Regions from separate parts of the Sus scrofa genome. Here region 1 is linked to region 2. The links are chromatin contacts, called in public promoter capture Hi-C maps. All regions are on one chromosome and are shown on one strand. Each heading gives the region's core, a stretch centred on a gene start, on an enhancer-like site or on the middle of the called end of the contact. The rest is flanking DNA. Distances are from core to core; before and after follow the strand shown. Region 1 holds the start of IDS (iduronate 2-sulfatase). Region 2 holds the start of FMR1 (synaptic functional regulator FMR1).

The links. Promoter capture Hi-C pulls out the DNA fragments that hold promoters and counts their contacts.
Region 1: a contact with region 2 is called in a promoter capture Hi-C map of liver, with 5 times the contacts expected there. The contact joins the promoter of IDS here to the promoter of FMR1 in region 2. A contact is called at or near these places in 1 of 5 promoter capture datasets (liver) and 1 of 2 datasets of contacts at active chromatin or transcription factors (alveolar macrophages).

Annotation. Positions count from the first base shown.
Region 1 is chrX:121,594,847-121,598,628 of Sscrofa11.1, forward strand. IDS (iduronate 2-sulfatase) reads right to left here and starts at 1,679. Exons shown (of 9, transcript XM_021080477.1): 1 at 1,412-1,679; 2 at 898-1,034; 3 at 121-298. The coding sequence starts at 1,508.
Region 2 is chrX:120,358,320-120,362,536 of Sscrofa11.1, forward strand. FMR1 (synaptic functional regulator FMR1) reads left to right here and starts at 2,918. Exons shown (of 17, transcript XM_005673959.3): 1 at 2,918-3,206. The coding sequence starts at 3,156.

The DNA.
Region 1 (3,782 bases), core at 429-2,928, 1.2 Mb after region 2:
CCAAGGTGGCAGTGACTCTCCCCAAGAGGCCCCTGCAAAGACAGCCCCGACCCCAGGAGGGGACCCCAGGACTCAGGCACAAAACAGGACAGAGCCCAGACTCTGCTGGGCAAGTAGTACCAGGGTGAAAGACTTTTCCAACGGACACGGTCACGTAGCCGTTCTGCTTGAAGTACTGCGGGATGGTGGAGAAGTTCCCGGCGTGCGCCCTCCAGTAGGAGTTGAAGTCATACAGGCGGGTCGTGTCCGGTCTCCTCCCGGTGAGAAAGGACACGCGGCTCGGCGCGCACACCGCTTGCTAGTAGGAAGCAGAAGCAGAAGGAAACGTCCTCAGAGGAAAACAAGAGTCTGTGAGCTGAAAGGTAACCAGGCAACCTCCAGGTCCTCAGTGAAGAGCTGGGGTGGCTGCATCAGGCAGCTCTCCAAGCCATCCAGCAGGGTTTGGGCCTCACCCAGATGCCAAAAAGAAAGAAGTCTCCCCAGGCTGGGGGCTGGGGGCGGGGGGCGCCCTCAGCCCCTCACTCCAGCCGATGACTGTGCCCTTCTGCTTGATGGCATCTCCTGGGTACCCAGAGCAGGCAAGGATCCTGGGGGTGGCCACAGGAAGGGACACAGGGAGGAGTGCCACCATGGCAACACTCCCTCCTTAGCACCCAGCAATCCCCCATTTGGGGAGGAAAGCTGGGCAGGACCGGGCTATGGCATGCCACCCTCTACCCAAGGAGAAGCACCGTGAAGGCATAAGCTTCCTTGCCAGTGAATAACCAGGTTCTTCTCAACCACCATTTCCCAGACCATGCTCCCTTCTAATAAAGAGATGCCCGGCACAGTGGGTGCCATCCCCCAACCCTCGGTGCAGGAGGCAGCACACCCACACCTCGAGGTGCGCACACATACCTGGGCAAAGGCATTCTGGAAGAGAAGGCTGTGGGATGCCAGCTGGTCGATGTTTGGAGACCTTACCAGCTTGTCCCCGTAACAGCCCAGGGAGGGGCGCAGGTCATCCACGATGATTAGAAGGACATTCAGAGCATCTGCACTCGAGACAGGGGCTTCAGTGAGATCACCTGCAGCGACACCCAACCCCCACCCGTGGTGGGCGCCGGGGTACCCAGAGGCCCATAGCTGGCCCCAGCCACCTTGACAACTGAGCCAGCCAAGCCAGGGAAGGTGGGGGTAGGTGCACAGAGGAAGCCCCAGTCCTGGGTGGCAGGGTTAGGCTCTGGCCATGGCCTCAAACCAGGACGGCAGAGGGAGAATGAGGGAGGGAGGGAAGTGGGTGGAAGGGAGGTAGGGGAGGGAGAGATGGAAGAAGGAACTGTAGGAAGGAGGGAGCGAAGCGGGTAAGGGAGGACGTGGGCAGGGAAAAAGGGAGGGAGCCCCGCAACGTGGGCGAGGGCGCAGGAGGCACCTGTGGCGACGCTGCCCGGCGCCGCGGATCCGAGGGAGGCGCAGGCAGAGCCCAGGACCAGGCCAAGCCAGAGCAAGCCCCGGCCGGGCGGCAGCATTCTTGCCCCAGCGCGGCCGCTCCGGGACAACGATGACAAGCTTGGGCAGGCGGGCCGGGCCGCCCCCGCCGCCAGCCTCGGGTGGGCAGCCCCAGCGGACCGCGCAAGGCAGCCGCAGCCGCCCGGCGCACAGGCCCGGGCGCTGGCCCGGGCGCGAGTGCGCCTGCGCGAAATCCGGGCCACAGAGGGCGGGGCCGCGGCTCCAGGGCGGGGCCGGCCCCGCCCAGGTGCCCCGCCCACCGTCCGGCCAGGGCGCGCCGCCGCAGCAGGACGGCTCCTTTGCGAGTCTTTCCAGGCGTCTCTGGTTTGAGTTTGCAAGCACTTTTCTGAACCAGCGGTTTCCTGCCTCTTTGCCTTTGCTCCTGCTATGCTTTCTCCTGGGAGCCCTTCCCTTCCCTCATCTCTCTACAAAATTCACATCTTCCTTGCAGACCGGCCCAAAGGCCATTCTCCTTCAATGAGACCCTATGAGAACCTGCCTTCCTCCATCTAAAGGGACCCCTTTTCTATGCACTTGTTCAACAAATACATAATGAGTACCCCAGATACGTATACCAAGCACTGTTGGCGGTTCTGGAGTTCTAAGTCCCCGCCCTGGTGGAGCTCGCCCACAATTAATGACCAAATAAACATTGAATGGCAGTGGGCATGCGTGTTCTGGAGAAAACTAACACAGGAGGTGAGCGGGGCACACGGAGAGTTTCACGCTATTTTCTATGGGGTGGCCAGGCAAGGCCTTGCTCGTAAAGCGACATTCGAACACAAACTTGGAGGTGAGGGAGCAGCCATTGTGGAGAGCATGCTTGGCAGTATTAGCCGATGGCAGAGGCTGGTGTAGCTGGCACGGCTGGCACAGAGGCTGGTGTGGCTGGCGAGGAAACAGGAGATGGGGAGCAGGTAGGCGGTGGGAAGAGCGAGAGTCAGAATTCTCAGGCGAATTCTCAGGCAAGAATCAGTCACCACCGTCTGCCTGGGGCTGAAGATTGGGCAGGAAGTGTGACAATCCCCTCTCCGTCTCTGACTCACCCCTCCCACCCCCTCCGCCTCCTAAAGAAATAAGCTAACACAATACCAGGCCGATTAGAGATCTTACTGCTTTTGCCTGCGGGAATGCAGAAATATTAGTATTGTTATTGGGGGCTTCCTATACCCCAGGCAACATGCTAATTTTCTCCTCACACCAACACTGTGAGCTAAATGCTGCTGTCCTTCCGGTTTTACAGATCCAGAAATTAACACCCCAAGAGGTTAAATCTCCTGATGTGGCACACGTTGGGGGCGTGGAAGCGCAGGGCAGCTCTCCTTGAGAGGCAGGCTCCTTAGCTGATAGCCAGTGCAGAGCGTGGGCCTCGTCTGAGGCCTGCTGCCATTGCCACTGCATCTGCTTTGCTGTTTCCTCGGGTCCCAGAAGGGTGGCGTTGGTGGTGGTGTTCACACCACAGCCTGGCTGCTGTCCCCTCAGGAAGGGCGGTCTCCGCCTGCCCTCCCCAGGCCAGAGCATCCTGAGTCCCGCACGGTTGGCCAGCCCCAGACAAGCACCCAAGCTGCCAGGCTTCAGGTGGCATCTCAGCTGTTCCTCCTCATCCTGACACCTCCCTTGTATGGGTGGCTTTTCCCTCCCCAAAGAATGGCCTTAATGTTTCAGGAAACTCTGAGCCTGACATCAACAAGGACCCCAGTGTCTATTTAGAAAATCACTCTTATTTCCTCTTTCCTTGGCATCACGACAGTTGCCTCCTGCAAGCTTAAGAACTAAGGACCAAATGATAGCAATCTTGTCTTTATCAAAACACCATTAATTAAAAAATAATTCAGTAGGGGATTCCTGTCATGGCTCAGCGGTAATGAACCTGACAAGGATCCATGAGGACGCAGGTTCGATCCCTGGCCTCACTCGGTGGGTTAAGGAGCTGGCGTTGCTGTGGCTGTGGCGTAGGTCGACAGCTGCAGCTCCCATTCGACCTCCAGCCTGGGAACTTCCATATGCCGCAGGTGCAGCCCTAAAAAACAAAAAAATAATAATAATAATTCAGTAAAGCCCAGGGTTGATCAAAGAAGGGAATGAGGCCAAAAGTCGCACACAGTCCCTGCATCTAAAGATGTCTGCTGTTCTCTGGCGGACGCTTCCTGTGCGCCAGCCTGTCCAGTGCGGGCAGGAGGCAGGCAGACTGGTCCTTGCCTCCCCGCCCCCTCCAGCCACCGGGAGGTGGGACAGCAGCAATACCTGATGCCCATCACAGAGGCGGACTTCTGATTTGTCAAAAAGAGAGCCTC
Region 2 (4,217 bases), core at 1,668-4,167:
AAGAATATTGGAGGGACAAGCGCACGTCTGAATTCAGCTGAGCTGCCATGAAAGGGGACATTTCAAGAGCTGGAGATCAGAGCAGGGCTGCAACACAGCGTTAAGGAGGCAAGACGAAGTCACAGTACACACAAGTAGTGAGGACAGGGATGCATTCATCCGTGCAGCATTTCCTAAAGTCAACCACTTGGAATGTGCCAGGGACACAAAGATAAATAACACAGCTTTCCTGCCCTTAAGGAACTCCCAGTCCAAAGAGAAAAACTGAAAGAGAAATGATTCTAGTACATTAAGCATCACAGGTGAAGTATTCAACATTTACTGAGTCCCTGCTACATGCCAAGCAGCATGGCGAGGAAGCAAGAGGTACAAAGTCCTTTAAGAGCACGAAAGAAATTCGTGCAAAGGTTCAGAAACACATTCACAAGGATTTTCACCACAGTGTGACGGCAGGGAGTTGGCAGTAACCTAGACGCCCATCACTAGGGAAATCATGTGTACACAGAGCAATGTGGATATAGGTCAAGAACAGAGTGTTGAGTGAAAACAGTGGAAAACAAGAGATTTACGGTCCAGTACCATCTCTGTCAATGTAAAAGGCATATACAAAACACCACATGTCTAAAATGATCAAGGATCTAGGAGTTCCCGTCGTGGCGCAGTGGTTAACGAATCCGACTAGGAACCATGAGGTTGCGGGTTCGGTCCCTGCCCTTGCTCAGTGGGTTAAAGATCCGGCGTTGCCGTGAGCTGTGGTGTAGGTTGCAGACGCGGCTCGGATCCCGCGTTGCTGTGGCTCTGGCGTAGGCCGGTGGCTACAGCTCCGATTCAACCCCTAGCCTGGGAACCTCCATATGCCGCGGGAGCGGCCCAAGAAATAGCAACAATAACAACAAAAAAAGACAAAAGACAAAAAAAAAAAAAAAAAAATGATCAAGGATCTATATCCAACAAATTGCAGTTTGTGTCTAAAAGAAGCATGAGAGTGGTATCAAGAAAGACGAGGAAAAAGTCATATAAGTAGTGTAAAATAATGTAAATAAAAAGGAGGCCTTCCAGGGACTGATGATGACAATGTGCTGAGAATTGAGGAACGAAATCAACTCTTTGCACCTGAGATACAAGTAACTCATAGGAATCCAGCTGATAACCCTAAGGAGAAGAGCATTTCTGGGGCCAGGAAGCATGTGTAGAGACATGAAGGCATGAAAGTGCATCAGAGGCTCAGGGACCAGCACCAGGTTTAGTGCAGCTTGTAGTGGTTGTGAAGCGCCGATATCTGAATGAGTAAATTGAACAACACCCTACACGTGGGAGGTACAGTCATTCTAATCAATCAATCTGTCCCCCTTTACCACATTGGGGTTAAAGCTCCTGCTCTGGTCTGCTTCCCTCCAGCCTACGGTGAGATTCTCTTTCCGCCCCATTGAAATCTTTGCATCTTGTAACTACTCCAGAAACCCTAGTTCAAAAGGCTTCGTGTTCAGCGTGGCCTCAAGGAATGTGGCCCTTGATCTGAGGCTTTCATGCTGGAGCTCCACCAGCAGCAACACTGCTACTCTGGCTCGGAGGAGGGTGGGAAGGGAACTGGAGGCCCCAGGATGCCTCACATTCTGGGGCACCTGCCTGGGGCAGTTCAACCCGCCTCTACCAACTCAGTGTTGCCAGTTCACGCTTACTGGTCACATTCCAGCTGGAGCCGTTTCCCAGTTCCGACCCCCCCTCCCCCACCCCACACGGGATCCTGTCCCACTATTATAGGTGTACCTACTCTACATAGCTCTTATCACGGTTCCAACTCCACGTTTACTTTTCTGACAATTTTGATTTTCGTTTATCTATGCTTCTAGGTTCCAAGTTCAAGGCAGGCGACTCTTTCTTTCTCTCACCAGTGTCTCACTGGCACTCAGCATAGTATCTGGCATTTGGTCGGGGCTCAATAAACTCGGTTGAATAGAAGCCTTCCAAAGGAAATCTAGATCAAGGTGGATACAAGCACGGTGCAGAGGCAGGGGGAGAGTTCCGGTTTGTTCCACTGCGGAGGGTGAAGTGGGAGAGCGGCAAGGAAACGGGTGCACGGGCCCCTGGAGATAGGTGGCCTGTGGTACAGCGCGGGCATACAGTGGGCGCGAAAGAGTAGAGAAATCAACTGTAAAGAAATGAACAAGGGTTTAACACATTTTTTCTTGTTTTGAACGCATGTTAGGTAAAAGTATGACCCTGAATCGAGGGAAGGGAAGTATGTGGGTCAGTGCCGGGTCTGAGGGAGGGCTGACACTTTGCGATGCTGACACAATCCACTGCCCCTCAGAGGACACGGGACGGATCCACAGGGCGGCCCAAAACCTCCTGGGGCGGGGGCGGCGTTAGTCTCACCTTCTGCCGCTAAGGGTCACACAAGCCTGGGTCACCGTGGTCGCCACTGTTACTAGTTCAAAATCTTTCATCTAAGTCTTCACCTTTATTCTTGTCCCCCACTCCAGCTCCAGCTCAATCAGGCTCTGCCCTACTTCAAAACAAAACCCCTCCAACCCAAGCCGGCCCGGACTTAGCTAAGTGAATACGCTTGGTGGCTATGGGAGGCCCTTTCCCACGCCTCGGCTTGGCCCCCTAAATGAAAGGGTGCTCTGGACCTCGCCGGGCAAGGGGAAGCCGGCCGACCTCGGCCAGCGGGGCGACCTGTCGCCGCCCTTCCCGCCTTCCCGCCCGCCGCCGAGCCCGCGCACGCCCAGCCCGCGCGCCCTACGTTGGGCCCGGCCCCCGGCCGGTCCCCAGCAGCGCGCAGGCGCGCGCTCCTGGGCCCGCGAGGGGAAGAGGGCGGGGCCGAGGGGCCGAACCCGCGGGGGGAGGGGCGGCGTCGGTCACGTGACGCGGTTTCACTGTTTACACGCGGAGCGGCCGGAGCGTTCGGCCTCAGTCAGGCGCTCGGCTCCGTTTCGGTTTCACTTCCGGTGAGGGGCCGCCTCGGAGCGGGCGGTGAGCCGACGGCGAGCGCAGGCGGCGGCGGTGACGGCGGCGCCGCTGCCGGGGGGCGTGCGGCAGCGCGGCGGCGGCGGCGGCGGCGGCGGCGGCGGCGGCGGCGGCGGCTGGGCCTCGAGCGCCCGCAGCCCAGCTCTCGGGGGCGGGCTCCCGGCGCGAGCAGGGCGGACGAGAAGATGGAGGAGCTGGTGGTGGAAGTGCGGGGCTCCAATGGCGCTTTCTACAAGGTACTTGGCTCCAGGGCAGGCCCCATCTTCCCCTTCTTTCCCTCCCTTTTTTCTTAGCCTCGGCTGGAGGCAGGCCTGGGGCCCGCTTCCCGAGCGCCGCGCCCGGGGACCAGGCGCGCTCGGCGGGATGTTGTTTGGAAGGGAGGGAAGGACCGGACTTAGGGCCTGTAGGGAGCCCCTCGAGCCCCGCTGCCTCTCCTAGGGGAGGCCCCGGCGCCTGTCGGAATGAGAAGCCGGGCAAGGAAAAGAACGTGTCCTTTCGGGGGCCGAGTCCCGGCAAGGAGAGCTGGGGATGGGCGAGGGCCGACGGCAGATAGGAGATCCGGGCGGGAAGGGCCGGTATCCGCGCCGAAGTGACGGTGACGGCTTATTTCTCTTTTTTTAAATATCCTCTCCCAGTGGGATCCGGGCCTGACGTGTGGGTAGTTGCAGAGGAGCGGGGGGCGCTTCCGTCAAGCCGCCTTCTGCCTTGCAAAGAGCGTTTGCGATCTCCTTTGGCTTCTCCAGCATTGGGACTTCGGAGAGCTCCACTGTTCTGGGCGAGCGGTGTAAAGAAAGAGTAGTAAGAAGCTGTAGTCGGTACCAAATCACAATGGCAACTGATTTTTAGTGACCTTTCTTTGTGGATTTCAGAAGAGGTTTTAGATTCAAAAGTTTCAGGAAGACCCTGACGTATCCGAGTAATGCATTATAAAAGTTGGTAATCTTGAGTATTCGTGGCCCCCCTTCCCTTTTTATAAATGTGGGCGAATTCAGGAATACAGATGCTTCAGCGTCTAAAAACATTGGCAACTCTGCTTGCTACTTAAGAAAAATTTAACCCTCCGAAGGCCTGGATATATGCCATGAAACTTGAGGAAATTAAGAGTATATCATTGCTGGGGATTTTTTAAGTAAATAGAAATGATTGTTTTGTGCTCCAAGTACTTGACTATCTTCTCTGAATGTGTAATGTTGCAGTGGACTGTATTGTTGAGGTTTTAAGGAGGCTTGCCAGGTTTTATTGCGGGT